Regions from separate parts of the Mus musculus genome. Here all the other regions are linked to region 4. The links are chromatin contacts, called in public Hi-C and HiChIP or PLAC-seq maps. All regions are on one chromosome and are shown on one strand. Each heading gives the region's core, a stretch centred on a gene start, on an enhancer-like site or on the middle of the called end of the contact. The rest is flanking DNA. Distances are from core to core; before and after follow the strand shown. Region 1 overlaps Carmil1 (capping protein regulator and myosin 1 linker 1). Region 2 overlaps Cmah (cytidine monophospho-N-acetylneuraminic acid hydroxylase). Region 3 holds the start of C230035I16Rik (RIKEN cDNA C230035I16 gene). Region 4 holds the start of Slc17a4 (solute carrier family 17 (sodium phosphate), member 4).

Region 1 (5,263 bases), core at 2,022-4,521, 350 kb before region 4:
TGACTTAGGTGTAGCCCCAACTGGCCTTAAACTAGTTGTATAGTTTTGAAAACCAATACTGGCCTGAAACGCATGATCCTCCTGCCTCAGCCTTCCAAGTGCTTAGGGGATATATGCCACGATGCCTGGCTAGCATTCTGCCTTAACAAGCAGTTATTCAGGTAATTCAGATGCCTGCTAAAGTTTGCAACATTGTTAGCTTCGTTATGGAGGCCAGCTCCAGTAAAAGACATAAGCCCGACAATCACAGTCTACAGAGTGCAGAGCTTCAAACCTGTTTAGGAAAACAAACTGACTAGGTTGGTCTGCGATGTCTATCACGCTTCCATGTGCATGTGTGCATGCGCTCGCTGGCCCTGTGTTCCTGCATATGTGTTGCTTTGATTAGTCCTTGTGATTTGGGGGTGGGGGGAGCTAGGGGAGTCTCCTTATCGAACAGCACACTCATGAAGATTCAATCCCCAGCACCCTTTGGTGGGGAGGACAGAAACCATTGGAAGTGACTTCTACGTTTGCACCCTGCTGGATGCTGTGAGGCCAGGGCTCTATCTAGGGCTTCTCCGCATTGAGCATCATTTTCTTTGCCTGTATCCTTAGCTTCATGAGTTTCTGTATTTTTTTTTTTAAGGATAGAATCTATCTTGTCTTAAATCTGATTCTGTCCTTCAGCAGCTCACACAGAGGCTGCCTCTGGTCTACTATCTTATCTGGAAGTCTCCACAGCTCCTTTCAGATTTGGCTGTTTTCTTGTCTCGAAATAGAATCTTATGATGTAGGCGGACTTGAACTCACTGTATGTCCCAAGCTGGTGGAAAGAAACAGTAATCCTCCAGCTTCAGCCTCCTGTGTGCTGGGACTACGGATGGTGAGCCACCATACTTGGCTAGAAACTTTCTTTTTTTTTTTTTTTTCGAGACAGGGTTTCTCTGTATAGCCCTGGCTGTCCTGGACCTCACTTTGTAGACCAGGCTGGCCTTGAACTCAGAGATCCACCTGCCTCTGCCTCCTGAGTGCTGGGATTGAAGGCGTGCGCCACCACGCCCGGCAAGGCTAGAAACTTTTAACAGTGTTCCGGACATCTGAACCTGAACCTCCTCATTCTGGCTTTTCTGGTTGGGCTGGGAGCGGGGTTCACTTGAGCATAGGGCAAGTGTGTGTGGGCCAACCGCAGCCAGTCCTACTCACTCCCTGACATGCCTATTGGATCAGAACCTTTCCCATCTTCTTGTTTGGTGTTTGCAACAAAATGGGGAAGAGAACCCAAGACACCAACATCTAAGCTCTTGCATATCCAGACCCATGAGGTGTGTAGGAGGCTGGAGTTAGATGATGTCACTGCACTGCTGCCTTGAAAATGGTAATGCTCAACTTAGCCAAAGGCCTTCAAAGAAGGCATCCATCAACAGTGTTTCCAGTTTCCTCCAGGCCCACCTGAATCAAGTTGCTGACTTGGCTCCCAGCCTTCTACTTCCTCTTCTGTTTACTTCTGTGGTACCCTTATGTGAGAGCTCTGTGATCTGAGGCAATCCCTGGGTGTCACTGTTCCTTCCTACTGGGAGAGACTGGAATACGCAAGTGACCCACTGAGCTTGATATACTCAGTAATCCCACCACTTCTGAGGTGGAGGCAGGAGGATCAGAAGCTCAAAATCATCTTCAGCTACATAGTGAGTTCTAGACCTTCCCATTCCAGGCTATGTGGAATCCTTTCTAACACAAACAAACAAACGAACAAGCAAACAGAGAAACAAATAAGATAGAGAGAAGGCTGGTGGTCTTTGCAGCCCATGTTTGGCTTACTCAGAGCAAGGACAGTCAGAAGTACTCTTTACCTGTGAGCACTGCACTGTGAAGGGGCTGGGGTTAGAGGTAACTCAGTGAATGGTACTGTACTCATGTAGCATAGGTGAAGCCTAGGGATGGAGCCGCAAGCTGTTCATTTCAGCCTGTTAATAGTTTACCAAAGGATATCACCTAGGGCATATTTCAGGAAGCCCCATTGATGGTATCCGTTCTTGAGGTCCAGGGCCTTGGCATTCTTTATGTGTGAGGCTGTTCTTACCTGTGAAGACCCTCACCCCTGAATCCTCCAGTTGAATTCTCTCTTTCTGTTCCTGCCAAAATGTATTGATAGGAACCATATCCTATGGGGAATGTGATCTCTTGTGTCTTACAAACAGAATAACAGCAACGAAACGAACAAACCAGCATCTGAAATACAGGGAGTACAGAATTGATTTCAGTCTATGGTTCATCTTACAAAACTCTAGTAAGCCTAAAGGGATAGCTTTCTAGTTGGAATGGTTGACATATATTCTCCTGTTGGCTGGTACCTCCCATCTCCTGGTTTGCCATTTCTTCTCTCTCTCTCTTCCCTTTAAAGCCAGAGAACACACAAGCCTAGAAGCCTTTGTATGCAGCCAAGTCTGGGTTCTTCCACATAAGTTTGTCAAAGCTGGCGAGGGGACGTGCAGAGTGTTCTGCCTGGCTGCTCAGGTGTGAGTGAGTTGGCCAAGACCCACCAGAAAACATCTGGGCTTGTGTTTAGGACCTGTTTTCAGGGCCAGCCTGAATAAACAAACAAACAAACAAGCAAACAAACAAACAAACAATCCAAAACAGGTTCTAGCTAATGGTGCAACAGAGATCTGTGTTCTCAAAACAGTGTCTCTGAGGATGAAGCTACTGAGAACCTCAGGACTTTCTCCTTTTTCCCTTTTTGAGTTTTTGAGACTCTTATGTAGCCCAGGCTGGCTTTGAACTGCCTATGTAGCCCCAAATGAGCTGCTGATCCACAACTGCTTCAGTGACAGGTGTGTAGCAGCAGGCCGGGCCCCACAACAGTCGATTGTATTTCTTTATCTAGTGTTTTGGTCCTAATGATGGTCTCTCTCATGAGATGCAAATCTTGTTTGCCCAGTGAAAGACTGAGACCTGAACTATGAAGATCAAACCCAAACTGGTTTGGCAGGGCCTTGGAGAGACTCTGCTCAGCAGCCACATCTGATCAAGCACAACTTTAATTAGCTCTATAAAGCAAGATGCAGGATTGATAAGAGAGACTAGAAGGGAGGCCTGTCAGCTGCACACAGCTGCCCGTGGAAGCCTTTGAACCAGCCTGCTTCAGTCATTATAGCCAGAAGGCCATTAGGGGCTTGTGGATGGGACCGTCTGAGTTCTGCTTTCCAACACGTTCAGTTCCTAACCCTGAAGGTTCCCGATGCTAAAGGAACAAGCACATCTTCTCCTGGCCCTCCACGTGGGTGGCACTGTGTTCCTGCCACTGTGGCCTTAGGACAGTGAGTCATAGCACAGTAGGTAAGGCGCTCCTCCTGTTTCCTCTTCTGCTCTGCATTTGAGAGAGCAATTTATTTCCTGCTTGGGAAGGCTTGATCTCATCTTTTGCATAACACACACACACACACACACATACACACACACACACACACACACACACACACACACACACACACGGCACACAAAGCAGGATATCAGATGGACTTTCACCTCAGCTCCAGCTCAACAGGATAGTCTTCCTCTTTTGTGAGAGACGTTGTCTTTGCCAGGATTTCTAATGCAAAGGTTTATTTCAGCTTCCAGTTCTACATATCAGCTCATCGCCCTAGGAGTCAGGGCGGGAACCCAGAGTCAGGAACTGAAGCAGAAGCCAGAATGGAAGAGTGCTGCTTACTGACTTGCTCAGTTTGTTTTTTGTACACTCCAGGGACCCTTCCTCATCAATTACCTCTCAGGCTTGTTTACAGGCTAATGGTCCCTCCCCTCCCTCCCTCCCTCCCTCCCTCCCTCCCTCCCTCCCTCCCTCCCTTCCTCCCTCCCTCCCTCCCTTCTCTCATATTTCCCCTTGTATTACATCCCAACCTGCAGTTTCTTCTTCCTCCCTTCCTCACAGTGCCCCCTTGCCCCCCATTCACTCCCCTATTTCTCTTCAGAAAAGGGCAGGCCTCCCAGGGATAGCAACCAAGCATGTCATCTCAAAGTCGCAATAATATAGACAAATCTTGTAGAGGCATTTTCTCAGTTGAAGTTCCTTCTCAGATAATCCCCTGCTTGTATCAAGTTGTCAAAACAAACAACAAACAAACATAAAAAAAACAAAAGAAAGCAAAACAAAAACCTAGTCAGTACAAATATTTGTGCCAATTAAGTGAAATACTTTTTTCTTATGTTCTCAGTACTGATCCTTCATTTCTTTTTTGTGTGAATGTGAATGTGTGTTTGTAGCCATGAAGGGTATTTTGTATCCCAGGCTAGACTTGAACTAGTGATGGGTCTCAGCTCTTGAAATGCTGAGCTTGTTTGAGCCACTATGTCTATGTCTAGCTTTATTTTCTTTATTCAGCTTTTCATTGCATGTATTACTCGTGGGTATGTGTGCGTATGTGGCGTGTCCACGGCGTGTGTGTAGCGGGCAGAGGACAAGTAGGAGTGGAGTGGGTTCTCTCCCTCCACCATGTGTGTTCTGGGGATCAAACTCAAGTGGTCAGGTGACAAAACCTGGTCCTGGATGACACACTGAGATAATCTCACCAGCATCCCCCCATGCCCCCCCTTTTTTTTGAGACAGGATCACATGTGACCTAAATTGGCCTTGAAGTTAGTATACAGCTGACCCTGAACATCCAATCTTCCTGCTTCTACCTCCTGAGGGCTTGGGCTTATAGCATGCATGGTCAAGCTCAGTTTTCTTCAGTGCTTGGGACCACACCGAGGGCTTGTTAGTGCTGGGCAAACACTTTTACAATTGTGCTGTGTGTCTAGTCTTTTTTTATTTTATTTTATTTTTTTTTTGGAAATGGAAATTCATGAATTGCAGGCTGGCCTAAACCCCTTTATAGCCTAGGATGACCTTGAACCCCTAATCCTCCTGTCTTATCTCAGAAATGCTGAGATACCGGTCGGGCTTTGGCTCTGCAATACTGATTATTTTTAATGAGTAAACTTATTACCTGAGCTTCATTTAGTTGTTGAGAAAACCAGGAAAGACTCGATTTCCTGCTGGCGCCTGAAGCCTGTGAAGCGGAAACCTCTGTGGCTCCAGGTAGAGGCTCATTTCAGACTTCAGTGGTGTCTTCACCATTCTGTCCTTAGCACCTTCTCCATCCAGTGCAGGGATGCTCTGCATCTCCTGAAGCCCTGCTTCGTATGTCACATACCAGCAAGTCCCGAGGACCTCAGAAAGCTGACAGACAGGCTATGGCTGTGGTATTTTATCCTCTGTGCAAACGAGTAGTATGTTTATGAG
Region 2 (4,777 bases), core at 585-3,084, 490 kb before region 4:
CCTCCTCACAGGTTGGTGTGGTTAGAGAGAGTTTGTATCTGGGAGGAGAGGGTAATCATAGAGACCTATCAAGAAAAAGCTTCAGACGAGGTCTAAGAGAGTGAACAAATTCTCCGTTCTGGTTGCCCGCAAAAGGACTCACTTAAATCTGTTATCAAAATATGATTTTTTAAATTTAGATGTTTTGCTTTTTAAAGAATTTTATACATGAGTACTATATTTACATTATTTCTACCTCTCCTTCTGCCCCCTCCAAGTTCTCCCTTACTTCTCCTTACTCCCTCCCAAATTCATGATCCTTGTTTATTATTGTTACATAGACAGATATAGATTATACACCCAATATATACACGTATTTAGGGCTGACCACTTCAGATTAGAAAACCTATCAGGGAGATCATCCCTGGAGAGATAAATTCTTCTGCTCTCTGCAGCCACTATTGCCTGTAGTTCTTCTCCTAGGGGTGGAGCCCTGGGAAATTCCATATCTGTGCTAGCATGTCACCTGGTGCTGTCCTTATGCAAGTCTTCATTAGACAACCATATTGATAAGATTTCATAGATACCACTTCTCGATCTTGTCAAGGAGATCTTGCTGCAAGTGTCCTGGACCTCTGGCTCTTGCAATCTTTCTGCCTGCTCCTTCCATGATGTTCTCTAAGCCGTAGTTATCAGGTTTGCATTGTAGATGCACAGATTGGGATGGGCATCTTAGTACCATTTATTCTTTGCCTTTTGACCAACTTGCAGATCTCCATAATAGTCTCCATCTGCTACTAAAAAGAAGCTACTCTGATTAGGCAGGAGAGCTATACTTAACCTGTAACTTTCATGATTTTTTTTTTTAATGGAGAAGATGTATATTTTGTTTCTTCTTGTTCTGCAAGCCTCTTGCTTTGCATAAAAGAGCAGCAGCCAGTGCAACATATTGTGAGCTTAAGGCAGTAGTCCTTCATATCACACTGTATAGCATACAATTTATTCCACTCCCAGACATTTTCTTTTTTTTAAAAAAAGATTTATTTATATGAGTACACTGTCACTGTCTTCAGACACACCAGAAGAGGGCATCAGATCCCATTACAGATGGTTGTGAGCCACCATGTGGTTGCTGGGAATTGAACTCAGGACCTCTGGCAGAGCAGTCAGTGCTCTTAACCCCTGAGCCATCTCTCCAGCCCAACCCAGACATTTTCAATGGGAAGATTGTTAAGTCTTTTGACATAAACCCAGGGGTAGACATAGACAAGTTACAATATTATATGTGTTGGGAGCAGCCTTTAATCCTAGAACTTAGGAGGTAGGGGCATATGGGTTTCTATAAATTCAAGGCTCTTTCTCAAACAAAAGCAAAAAACCTAACAAAACAAAACACCCCAAATTATGTGAGACTTATAATAACATTGCTATCCCAAAATACAGAATTCTTAGAAGCACTTTTTACTGTAGATAATACCTTGAATTCTGAATAACAAAGCCTAGTCCCTGGTCCAAAGACTGAGTCTAAGGCATGATCAAAAGAGAAGTGCATAATGTTTACCTGCACCCATTAGGAAGTTTGTTGGCACAACACACACACACACACACACACACATACACACACACACACACACACACACACGTATATATTGCTATTTCATTGAATTCTTCTATCTACCACTCTTTCAATCCTTATTACACTCTAACCCTTTCAACCCCACAGCACTGGGTAGGTCAGGCATGGATCTCCTTAGGCTGCTTCCTGCTAATTAGAGGCATCTGGTCTCTAGGGGCAAGACAGAGATCTTCCTTGTCAGAATATCAATGTCCAGAAACCCAACAATGGTAAACCAGCAATCTATTAAAAGCAACAGCAGGAAGCAGCAGCCACCACAGGCCCTTGGGGCTCTTCTGTTTATACCTTCTCCAGAGTCCTCAGAATTTAACTATCTGCAACTGGCAAGAATCATGCCCCTGGTAGTGCAAGAGGAAAGTCATAATCACCTGCTGTGACACAGCCTCTTATTCCACACCTGGGATTAAAACAAAAACATATTCACATAGCATAACTGAGTCTTTAAAGAAACCAGAATTCTCATTACAGAAGCTGTTTTTTTTTCCTAGCAATACTATTGAGAGGAGGTTACACACACACACACACACACACACACACACACATACACACACACATACACACAGAGAGAGAGAGAGAGAGAGAGAGAGAGGAGGGGAGGAAGGGAGGAAGGGAGGGAGGGGGAGGAACAGGGATGGGGAGGGGGAGAGGAGGAGGGAAAGAGAGGGGGGAGGAAGAGGAGGAGGGGGAGAAAGAGAGGGGAATGATAAAGATCATTTAGCCTGTCTATCCACTACTATTTGAAGGCAAGCATGCTGGAGCAAGTTACTTCACCCCATATATTTGAGGGTAGCATAGAAACTCCCCAATGGATTTTACACGTGCTCCCTTCAGCAATGAGTCAAGGGCCTCATGGCATCATCTTGATCATCTGACATAACAGATGCTCTGCAAACACTTCATTAACTACAGTTACTTCTCCCAGCAGAGGAGCATTCACTGGAAGCATTCACACTCTCTGAGCAGTAAACTCAACTTGCTTTTCAATGTGTCCCAACTTCGGGCAGACTATGTAAGCATCTTCCAGTGACTGCTGTACAACGTTGCTGCTTCCCACCCACTATTACAATAACATTTTCTGTTGTCATCTGTTCATGGCCACCCTGAGCTTTGCAGTGAGAAGACAGCACACCTGATGTGCAAGGTAACAGAGTTCTGTGCCCAGGGCCACCAGGAGTGTGGCAGGGCCAGCACCAGGACAGTCAGGCAGCAGTCAATGTCCACTCGCTTCTTGCTACCCACACAGACAGCAACAGGATCATAGGGGTTCTGTCACTTAGCTGTGCCACTGCTACCAAAATAGGACCTTTGACATTTAACCGACCATTTCAAAAATTAATTGCATGAGACACCTTGGTGGTACACTGTAGCCTCCCCTCCCCCAGCTTTAGGGTTCCTCTGTTTACACCTGGATGGAGCTTGCCTGCTCAATCGTTCTGCCACGCCCACTGCTGGAACCTGCCGCTTTGCTGTTTGGAGCCATCCACGTGGTCACCCTGCTACTGGTCCCCCAGACTATTTGGCGGGAATCGGCCCCCCCTTCCTCTCCTACATAACTGCGTGCTGATTTAGTAAAATTGAGCTTTGATCAGAGTTGCTTTTGACTTGGCTCCGTTCTTTCTTCTGTCCGTCTAGTTCCTCTCTTTCAGCCCGAGCTGCCATCTCAGTTGAACCGTTCGTTTCGAGCTGCTGGTTGGCCGCAACAGTACACGCCTTTAATCCCAGTACTATCTAACTGCAAAAGAAACTCACTGAAGTATCTAGAACATGCCCCAGATTTTGGGTTTTGTTTTTTTTTTTTTTTTTTTTTTGCCACATTGGACTTTTAAAGCCTTCTCAATGATATTTACATTATGCTCTGATATTTTAGATGTACATACTATTATTTTCTTTTGCAAAAAGACCTATGTTTGAAGGAATACATTTGCGATTAAAGATTGATTGCCTAGGTCCCTGAAGGAAGCAGTCACATCGCCACGGGTTTAACTTTCTGAAAATTAGCAAATGATGATTCTAAGTGAAGCTATGAAATCTTGGGGCTTTGACTATTCTTATGTATGTGTACAGGTACGTATCGTATATCATATCTGCCTGTGTGCTTATGATTGCATATTGTTTGTATAGTTCCAAATTAGCTTATAGATAAATCAGCACCCACTAAAGTGTAAATTTAGCACAAATGCCCTTTAATTCACATGATTTAAATATATGTGTGTTTATACAATTTTCCAATTTATTTCTATTTTATATTTTATATATAAATTTTTATTTCTGGTTTTATTGAGACAGGGTCTCTCTAGGTATCACTGACTGTTCCTTAGAGATTTACCTGTTTGGGATCAAAGCTACCATTCTTAGCTATGTGAGCATAGTTTTGGAAATATGATAATTTAAGTTTGTTGCTGAAAGAAAAGTAAAGATTTTTTTTAGTTGCCAACTAGAGAGACCTTTCAACAGTTAGATGTGACAGTTAGATGTGACTCCTGCTCTTCCAGATGACCTGAGTTTTGTTCCCAGCTCTCACCTCTGGTAGCTCACAATGGCTGTAACTCCAGGTGATTGTACCCCTTTTTCTGGCCTCTTTGGGCACCTATACACTATGTGTAGTGTACATATTCCCAACCCCGCACCCTGCCTACTGTCAGATCAAACATCGAAGGGACCCATGATAAACAATGCCTTGGGGGACTGTGAGAAAAGCTCCAGGAAAAAAGGGAGATGGCCTTTTACCTCAGGTGCATTTTGTCCCCTGGATTGTCCTTGAACATGATTTTGTGCCTCCTGTGACAAGCATTTACATTTACTGTATAAGAGAGGTTCATTCTTGTTAAATATGAGAACATAGCTATAGAACCCAATCTGGTCAGTGTACTCTGAATCCGGATATGGCCTTCTGCCTTGCTTTCCCAGATTATACCTGGGAAGATACACACCAGGCAATTGTGTTTACATCAGTCTGTCCTGAGGCAGTTCTGGGAACGGGCTGCTCTGTTAATATTTAGTATGTGCTTTCTGGCATTTACTTACATATTTTTCTGATCATGTTTTTTTCTGGCCATGTTTTTCTGAACTCAACCTTCCTTGCATTATTGCTTTTTTTTTTTTTTTTTTTTTTTTTTTTTTTTTTTTTGCTACATTCATATATAGAAGTGTACTGAAATTGAA
Region 3 (4,501 bases), core at 124-2,623, 480 kb after region 4:
CTCTTAAAAAACAAACAAAACAAAACAAAACAAAACAAAACAAATGGCATTGCTGGAAACGGAATGGCAGTTTTAGGGGAGAAATGCAAGAGGAGATTTAGTTCAAAGAAAATACAGAGAAACCCTGTCTCGAAAAATAAAAAAAGAAAAGAAAAAAAAAGAAAGAAAATCTCACCTATCAGTAGCGCATATTTGCTAATTTTGTGCTAATCCTTTTAAACTGCGTTACTCCTGCTCTCAAAATCAGTTACCTGTAGAATCGTGTCAATGAGAGATTAATATTAAGTAAGACAAAGTAATTGACAAAGATTTCAGTTCAACATATCGAAAGTTGTACAAGGGTTTTTGTGCTTGCAATTTCTTGTACCTTCCATCCCATGTGTCAGAACTTTTCTCTAAGCAAATAATTTTCAGAAAGATAGAAAATAGTTCAATTTTTTTCTTTAAAGATAACGTTTGGGCCTCGGATATAAAATATATTAGATAGTCCTGGACTAGGCGTTTCTGCAAGGCACAGTAAGTTCCAACCCACAAGAGCTGGTCCTACATTTCTTTCCATATCTTGGGCTGTATTCCGGGATATTCCAGTGCCGGTAACTGAACTGAAACAAAAAAAGCAAACGACCTAGATCCAAACACCGCTATATACGCTTCCCTGTCTCAACAAAGGGAACGCGTTTGCGCGTTAACAAAGGGAAAGCTGTGAGAACTTGATAGGAAAACAGGAAATACCAACTCCAGAGCTCCAAGCCATTTCCTGGAGAACAGTGTGTGGTAGGAACTAGGCCCTTCCGGGTTGCTGAGAGAACTTCTGAAATTTAACTATAGAGGTTAGAAGTAACGGATTTGGTTGTTCTTGTTCTAGCAGGGTATGATGGGAAAAGAAACAGGCATAAATGCAAAACTGGAGAATGCGGGCATCGATCCCGCTACCTCTCGCATGCTAAGCGAGCGCTCTACCATTTGAGCTAATTCCCCTTCTGATGGTAAGTGGCTGCTACCTTACTCCCTTTTGATAACTGGATGTAATTCAATGCTCGCTGTTATTTTCAGCTCATCAAACAGAAATTGTGGGAGTGGGAGTGGGGTGGGGGTGGGGGTGGGGTGGAGGGGGTGTTAGTGTGTTTGTTGATATGATTTTTTTTATGTCTAATAAAATCCGAACAAGATGATAAAAACTGAAGTGGAGAAAGTAAAATGGAGTATTTAAGAAAGAGTTTCCTGAGTTAGGGTTGGTGTTTTATAATCCCAGAACTGCAGGGAAGGGGAAGAAAGAAGTCCTAAGGCAGGAGAATTGCCCCCTCTTTGAGGCCATCTTGTTTTACATAGCAAAAAGTGAGATTGTGGCTTGGTTGTCACGGAACAGTCCCGGGGTTACTTGCGCCCTCTATAAATGAAAGACGGTACCGCCAGTTCTGGGAATCGCACAGGGGTGCGTACAAATGGACCAGGACGCGGAGAGCACGGAAACAACGGTGCTGGGACCTTGTGCACAGAATCCAGATGCCAGATGGGAATTAAACATTCGGCCGAGAAAAGCAATCTAGTTCCCTGGGCTCGACTTTGACTCACTCCTTGGTCTGCACCAATCCTCACATCCCTCAGGTCCTCTAACTTTTACGACAGTATCCAGAAATCGATTCTTTGGTCTCTACGGCTCCAGAAGGCTCGCTCATCAAGGTCAGTCCTTTGTCTGGCTGTTTTCTTCCTTTTTTCTTTTTCTTTTTCTTTTTCTTTTTTTCTTTTTCTTTTCCTTTTTTTCCTTTCTCTTTCTTTCTCTTTCCTTTCTTCTCTTCCTTCCTTTCTTTTTTTCTTCTTTTTTTAAAATCACTGCCGGAGGCCACATGGCCAAAAGTGAAAGGGTCTGTCCTGGTTAATTTCTCTTCCCTGCAGGCACTGTTTCGAGGAGTTTCAAAATTAATTTTTCCAAAGAAAATATCGAGAAACTGGTAATTTTGTTGAGGTAGAGCCATGGCCCGAAATTCACTGTGTAGTTGAAGATGACCCCGGAGTCATGATCCTTCTGCTTTCTTTCAGAAACGTTCCATTACCTTCGATTAGAAGTGGATACATATATGATTTTGGCCTAAAAAAAAATTTGCAAAAAGGGAGAATGCAAACTTGTCCTTTTCCTTTTGGATTTACGGAGTGCCAGTATCAGGTGTGGTTCCAGGTTCCCGTTCCAGGTTCCAGATAAGGCTGTGGTGAGGTCTCGAGCAGACAAGCACAAGTCCAATTGCCTCTTCTTTTGAAAGTTCGTCAAAAAGACTTCTGCTTGTGGGCTTAATGTTTATTTCTTTAAAACTCAATAAAATCGGAGCAAGATAATTAGAACTAAAAGAGAGAAAGTGAAACATTTAAGTCAGTGATTCTAGAGCCAGCTGTGGGGTGGTGTATCTCAGCAGCGGGGGTGGGTGGTGGGGGTGAGTTGGAGGCCTGCCTGGATAGCTTCATGAATACCAGCTAGTCAGAGCTAGAAAACAAGTCCTGTAAATATGAAGAAATAAATGAATAAACAAATAGGGAAAGGAAATAAAAGAAAAAGAAACACACATCCCGAAATTTGACCCCATGTCTCTGAACTGTGCAAAAAGCCCATACGAGGTCTTTCCAGGGACTTTAGACCACCCGCAACACTAGCTTTTCTCTTTTGCTTATTTATTACAGTCAGGGTTGACAAAAAGAGAATGGTTTTCTGTGGGAAGAAACTCCCTCCACATAAGAGATTTTAAATTTCACATGCTGAAATTGTATAACGAAACCCACTGTTATTCCTCTTATAGTCAGACTTGAGCTGACACTCACCACTGTCTAGATTCTTCCTTCTTATCAGACAGAATCTGCCCAATCTGACCTCTATTTATCCTTCAAATGACTGAGAAGTGTAGGCATGGAACAGGATCAAAAGACTAGCCCATTTCCAAGGCTCAGATCCATCTGCTGTGTGACTACACTCGCTGTAAGAGGTTTCCAGCAGGAACAAATTTTTGGGTTCCAGTAATACTGGACTGGTTGTTAACTTCCCAAATGCTCAGTTGTGGTCGAAGATGAGGAATATCTTAAAATTCACACTGAAGTTTCGGCATTTGCTAAATGGTGCCACATCCTGACTTTCAGGAAGAAATACCCAAGCACCAAAATACACTGGCCATGGCTGTCTACAACCCACAACTGGCTTCCCTGGTGGTCTTGTACTTGATGTAACCATATCATTTATCTAGCAAATCTAGATAAATCTAAGAGAAAGGAGGTAATCAGAAAGGACAGGGCGGCTACAGAACGTCTAGGAAAGGGTCAAGGACAGGGAATCTTACTAGTTTTTTTGTCTTTCTTGTTTTTTATATATACTCAGGAAACCATGAGCATCACTATATAGAATATATCCAATGTTTGAGAACACCTAGTTATAACATCAACAAAGCAAAATCGAGACCATATAATATTACTATGTATATACTACATATATCTTTCAATAGCTCAGTAGAGCAGAATATATAGACAGTATATACACTATTGCAGAGTATATGAGTATATATACAGTAAATATGTACCTATTTCTGAGGCTTTCGATAGTTCAGTTGGTAGAGCGGAGGACTGTAGAGTATTAACGTTGGTGATCCTTAGGTCGCTGGTTCGAGTCCGGCTCGAAGGAAGGGAGTGTTTTGATGGGTCGTTGTATTCTGTTTTTAAACCAGGAATTAGATATATGTAACAGCCACTGGGTCCCCTTGGTCTTGACATTTAGCAAAAAATTTATGAGACCAGGCCAATCTTACCCCAAAGCAAAACGTAATTATCAGTTCAGTCCCTTTGCATAGTGTGTCCCCACCACACTCTGCCCCACCTGTGACGGTTCTACACATAGCTAGAATATGTGGTCGTTTTATCTGGGACGGTAGTATTGAGAAAAGGTCGGGGTAAGGTTATAAAAGAGAGACTGGTCACTGTTTCCCTCTTTTCCTCCCCACTACCAGCAGAGTCTATTGAGGAGGAATCTCTGAAAATGACAGCTGATGGGTGTAGAGACCCACGCCCGGAATCTCAGCAACTGAAGTGGTTGAAGCAGGAGCATCTGGGCAGAGCTTGTAAGCATCTCTAGCTTCTGACTTTGTTGCTGGTGTTATGGTTTTTGGTTTTCTTTCTCAGAGGCTTTCTGGTGCACCTAGACTGTGCCAGCTCCTTATAGCCCTCCTTCAGCTCTCCAGCCTTTTGCCTATGCAGTCTCTGCTCCTAGCCTTTCATAACTAATAAACTTTAAAATTTATAAACTCCAACAAATGAAAGTCTTCCTGTATGGCTTCCGATGCTTTCCCATGGTGCTCATTTTTCTGTTTTAGGAACCAGGAAGCTGAGCGGCACCATAGGTGTTGCTAACCAAGCATAGCAGCATAATAAAAATGGAGTGATTAAATGTATTAAGTTTGAAGTATATGTTATGTTATGTTTATTTGATCCAGTATAATTGTGCAATATAACATGGGCCAGGACATTCCTAAATACA
Region 4 (4,781 bases), core at 8-2,507:
AATGCTCCATTTGCAGAGGCCCCTCTGGAGGATGCAAGTGTGGTTCATTTGGAAGAAGCAATGTTTGGAGGACAGGGCAGACTCCTTGCTGTACCTTGTTCTGGCTACATTAACAGGTTGTTTGGTTCACTTTGTCACTCTGGTGAGAGACAACATCCTGATGTAGCAGCATGAGCCTGAGGCCTAAGATAGAACTCTCAGGTGATCTATTCTCACCTGTGCTTGATCTTTATCATTTTAGAGCAGGATGAGTTGGTAACAGGAAGGAAGGGTGAGGGGACAGAGGATTTAAGGGTGACAGTTGCAACCGTGGATCAATCAGCAGCACTGGTCACAGCGGAGGCAGCAAAGGTAGCAGCGATGGTAGGGCAGAGATCACGAAAGCCAGGAAGAGCTGAAGACAGGAAAATGAGGTCATTGGAAGAGTTCCAGAGACCTACCAAAAGGGTCTCAGATACCACGGGTCCATTAGCTGCAAAAGAGTCTGTCAACAGCTCAGAATCCTAAACAGCGCAACATCTATCATCGTAGGTCCCAAGATTGGATGCTTGTACGAGAGCTGCAGCCCCGGATGTCGCTGGCTCTGTTGTGTGCACCACTGCTGGAAGCTGAGGACCAAGTGCTGAGACCACTAGATTAATCCTAGAGCAGTAAGCCTCTGGCCTGAGAATATGTTAAGCTCTAAGTGTCTGGCTTCTATAAGGTCAGTAGGCCTATAGCTGCTCTCTGTGTAAAATTAGTTCTATTAAACATGGATATGGTGGAAAACAGCCACTTAAGAGACAAGATGTAACCCTATCTATGAAGATTATTGTACTCCTGAGATCATAGATGATGAAGATGCCATTAATGAGCTGCTCAGAGGGTTGACCTGATAGCTTGGCAGGGAAAGATAAGTGTCATTGTGCTCAATAGCTTGAATTGTGACCTTGAGATCAACATGGTGGAAGGGAAAAACCCAGTCTTGAAAGCTGTCCTTTGACCTCAATAAGTGAAAACTTACCCACACACACTCTAACACATAAATAATCACATATAATGTAAAAGTTAAAAATGAGGCAAGCAAGAGTAGTAGCAGGACCCACAGAGAATCTGGGAAGATGTATGTGACTTCACATGAACTTCAAGTATGAGGAAGATAGAGTGAACATGGTCAGGTCATCAATTAAATAATAAAACAAAGTTAAAAATTAAATGGTTGAGCCAATAAAAGCCTCCATTTGGTAAGATAAAAGCTAAAGGCCCTGAGTAATAATTCACTCCTCTGGGTTAGACAGCTGCAGAAAGCTGAGAAACCGATAGGATCCCAGCCAAGAGCCGGCTCTCCGCCTTCCTCAGGTTTGCTTTCCAGTTCTTGCTCTGGTTCTGACGGTGTGGGAACGGACCTTTTCCTGTTGAGATTATAGGTGGTGTGCAGGACTGGGTTTCTTTTGGGAGATGGTTGTGAAAAGTGAGACAGGAGGCTGCTTTTTCCTAAAACAAACGAGGTCTATAGGAACTCCAGAAGGAGAGGGAGGGAGGAAGACAGACATGGAAGAGGGAGACAAAAGCCAGCGGTGGGTGGGTGGGGACAGGAAAGGTAGGAAACAGGGAGAAAGGGAGAGAGAATACTGTCTGAAGCAACTAGAAGGGAACACCAATCGTAAGGTCAGGTCTTGCATTTCTTAGGGTTACTGACGCTGGAAAATTGCACAAAGCACTCATGCATTTAACTTGTTTTTGTGAGATACACTAGTTTGTAGAAACAGCACTAACCAAACAGACTGAGGCAAAAAAACCAAACCAAACCAAACCAAAACACCCTGTTGTTTTAAAGAATATTTTTAATAGGCTTCAAAGGTCAAATTAACAAAAAAACCAGAGTAAACAGAATTTTCATGGGAGAATGGGGGACTGAAGCAAATAAAACCCCCTATGGCTTTATGCAGTGGTCCAGAGTGCTCTTTTCTTTTGCTGTCATGTTCCTGGGAGAGGACTTCCCTCTCAGCTCAGAGACAGCCACGGTATACCAACAGACTGGGTGGTTAGAATAGGCAGATCGTATGTTCTCACTGTCAGCCCCTTAGTTGTTATCATCTGTACTCTTCTGCTTCCTTCCTAACTAGGCCATTCTTGTTTTTCTTTCTTATCATATTGTACTCTGTGACTCACTGGAGCATGTGTCCTGCATGCTGTCTGTGGTCATGTCTTTTGCCCTTCAGCAGCCTTGTCCAACCCTCTTCCTCTAACTGACAAACTCCAGAGATTAAGGTCTTCTGTTTAAGTAGACGCAGAGCCACTCATGCGAGCAAACCTCCAGTCATGCTGGAGAAAGCCACGGAAGCAAGCCTTCCATTTATTGCACATATGTTTACTGGGTCAGTGAATGAGCCAGAGGCTGGTGAACTCTGAGGCATTGCGTCACTGCAAGGGTCTGGAAAGCTAGAAAGGAAAAAGCTGGCCTGAATCCTGTCTTCAGTTCCATGAGTGAGAGACTCTTCTGTCCAACCAGTCTCCCTAAGGTGTGAACAAGAGTCAGCAGATGGTTTTAGGTTTCCAAGCACAATCTCAGGCTTGACCCATTTCATTCTGCCAGTGTTGGTTTGGATTTAAGTTGTTTGTCAATTTTATTCTGAATTGCAGATGGTGTAAGCTGGAATCTTGTCGGTATCTGTCCACTTGCAGCTATAGTAGCGACACGCCTGGGTGTTAGGTAACATTTGCACAGACAGGGAAGCACAAACCCGACCCATTCTACATATCTTTAATATGAACATGTTTCATATTCCCTCGAGAGAAGAATGGCTTTGCTTTACCAGAAGCTCTGGCCACGGTACTTCCCTTTACATCTGCTCGGCCTCTCCGCTTCTGTGTTCATGGTCAGGTAGTAGTAGTAAGATGGCCATTTTCAGACTTCATAATCCCAGTTTCCTGGATAATAGGCCTAATACGATGGAGAGCACAAAAAGCCAAACTTCATCTAAAAACACAGCTTCTCCCAATTCCAGGCTGGACCCTGGAATGAAGGGGCTGTTTGGGTGCCCTTTGTTCGCTTTCTTTGTCAGCCACTCCCCTCTCCTCTCATCCTAACTAAAGCTTCTAATTCTCCCAGGGCTGGGCTCGGTCAATAGAGGCTGATGTAAGGCAGGCAGTATCTTTTTAACTGGGTGGATAGTCCTTGCTGCATCTTGTGAATATCCTGCTAAGGACTTCAGTGGTCTTTCCCTGAATGGCTAACTCCTGTCATTTCATTCTTTCCTCTGCTGTTGAGCATCTTGTGATTTCTCTCAAGTCATCCACTTCTTGTTGACATGGAACCTGTACGTCTTTCCCTAGCATTTTTTGCACCTGCTACTGTGAAGACATCACAAGCTTTCAGTGGGTACGGTCCCTGTCTGTAATGCTCACCCATAGCTATAGCTTGCACCCTCTGATTCAAAGACACATGCCTTTCTGCCTCTACCACTTACCCCTAACAAACTCCATGGGGCACATGTGTAGCCCTATAAATGCCCCCTTGCAGGTAGCCAGTATGAGTTGGCCCTGCCTCTCTTCCTCTTTCATAACATCTGGGTGGGTTATTCCTCCTGCCTTTTCATCTCAGATGCTTTGTGTCCCTGAGTTTGGTTCAGTAGCTTCTTTCTTCTGAGTCTTCTGAGTCTTCTGAGATGGTTGCCTCCAAGTTCAAGCCTGGATCAACATCTACTCTTTTCTTCTCAGTATGTTCAAACTGCAAATAAGAGTTCCATTACACACATAGAGAGACACACAAACACACTGACACGCTTATACACATGAGGGTGGCAACAGAATGAACAATTCCCACACCTACACTTTGTATTCAGTTTTTGAGGTGACTACAAATTTTTGCTACTATTGCTTTAACTTTTATTCATTCGTGTTTATGGTGTGTGTGAGTGTGTGTGTGTGAGTGTGTGTGTGAGTGAGTGTGTGTGTGAGTGTGTGTGTGTGAGTGTGTGTGTGAGTGTGTGTGTGAGTGTGTGTGTGTGTGTGTGTGAGTGAGTGTGTGTGTGAGTGTGTGTGTGTGAGTGTGAGTGAGTGTGTGTGTGTGAGTGTGTGTGTGAGTGAGTGTGTGAGTGTGTGTGTGTGTGTGTGTGTGAGTGTGTGTGTGAGTGTGTGTGTGTGTGTGTGTGTGTGTGTGTGTAGCCAGGAGAGGGTGTCAGATACTTAGGAGCTGGATTAACAGGTGGTTGTGAGCTTCCTTGAACTCAGGTCCTCTTCTGAAAGAGCAGCAAGTGCTTTTAGCCACTGAGACCCTAAACATTTATTTTTAATCACAGCAATATTTCACAAACATTGATTAGACACTGGCAATGAAGCAAAATTCCTGTGTAGCCATTTTTACATCTCTCTCTCTCAGCTTCAAGAGATGACAAGACTTATTAGATTAACGGACCTTAATTTTTCTTTCATAACTTTTAGCTCACTTATGTAGACATAAAATACGTAGTGTGTCTCTGTGTGAGTTTGTCTTATTTAATGTTTAGTTTTCTACAACTTGCTTTTTACCTAACAACTTTATTTGTTCTCTCATTTAAAAAAAAATCAGTTCTTTGAGAATTTTGTACAGTGTGTACCTAGCATAGATACCTCTCGTCCAACTTCTGTCAGATCCACTCCCCACTTGTCTACACTCAATGTTGTATTCTCTTTCTCTCTTTCCCAGCTGCTATTGATTGACACTTGTTCCTCAGCAAGGGGTGGGATTTCATGCACACTTCCTCTTTCCATTTAGTGCGGCTGCGCTTGCTCGGGTCCTGTGCACCCTGTCGTGAACACTG

What was found. Hi-C and Micro-C count contacts between places; a contact is called where the count stands out from the background. HiChIP or PLAC-seq counts read pairs in DNA pulled down with a chosen protein or histone mark.
Region 1: a contact with region 4 is called in an HNF4G HiChIP or PLAC-seq map of pancreatic cancer cells. The contact joins the enhancer-like site here to the promoter of Slc17a4 in region 4. A contact is called at or near these places in 4 of 39 promoter capture datasets (cranial neural crest, liver, maxillary cranial neural crest and 1 more), 1 of 115 datasets of contacts at active chromatin or transcription factors (pancreatic cancer cells) and 2 of 9 other capture datasets (embryonic stem cells and macrophages).
Region 2: a contact with region 4 is called in a Hi-C map of B cells, with 3 times the contacts expected there. The contact joins the enhancer-like site here to the promoter of Slc17a4 in region 4. A contact is called at or near these places in 9 of 39 promoter capture datasets (the C10 cell line, the HPC-7 cell line, cranial neural crest and 3 more) and 2 of 484 Hi-C or Micro-C datasets (B cells and pre-B cells).
Region 3: an HNF4G HiChIP or PLAC-seq map of pancreatic cancer cells shows a contact between it and region 4. The contact joins the promoter of C230035I16Rik here to the promoter of Slc17a4 in region 4.

The regions. Positions count from the first base shown.
Region 1 is chr13:24,259,264-24,264,526 of GRCm38.p6, reverse strand. All of the region lies in intron 2 of Carmil1 (capping protein regulator and myosin 1 linker 1), which reads left to right. Among named protein-coding and RNA genes, the nearest start is that of Carmil1, 19 kb to the left of the region's middle. Within about 2 kb of position 3,271, at least 62 of the 459 cell types and tissues checked have an H3K27ac peak or open chromatin away from gene starts, as enhancers often do. A contact at or near this core is called in pancreatic cancer cells, where this site is marked.
Region 2 is chr13:24,400,313-24,405,089 of GRCm38.p6, reverse strand. All of the region lies in intron 2 of Cmah (cytidine monophospho-N-acetylneuraminic acid hydroxylase), which reads right to left. Among named protein-coding and RNA genes, the nearest start is that of Gm11342, 27 kb to the right of the region's middle. Within about 2 kb of position 1,834, at least 35 of the 459 cell types and tissues checked have an H3K27ac peak or open chromatin away from gene starts, as enhancers often do. A contact at or near this core is called in B cells, the HPC-7 cell line and pre-B cells, where this site is marked.
Region 3 is chr13:23,427,889-23,432,389 of GRCm38.p6, reverse strand. It overlaps C230035I16Rik (RIKEN cDNA C230035I16 gene), which reads left to right and starts at 1,373. Exons shown (of 4, transcript NR_015492.1): 1 at 1,373-1,680; 2 at 2,038-2,161; 3 at 3,978-4,085; 4 at 4,338-4,414. n-TAagc13 (a tRNA gene) reads right to left here and starts at 978; the gene lies at 906-978. n-TYgta6 (a tRNA gene) reads left to right here and starts at 3,564; the gene lies at 3,564-3,652.
Region 4 is chr13:23,911,483-23,916,263 of GRCm38.p6, reverse strand. Slc17a4 (solute carrier family 17 (sodium phosphate), member 4) reads left to right here and starts at 1,257. Exons shown (of 12, transcript NM_177016.3): 1 at 1,257-1,338.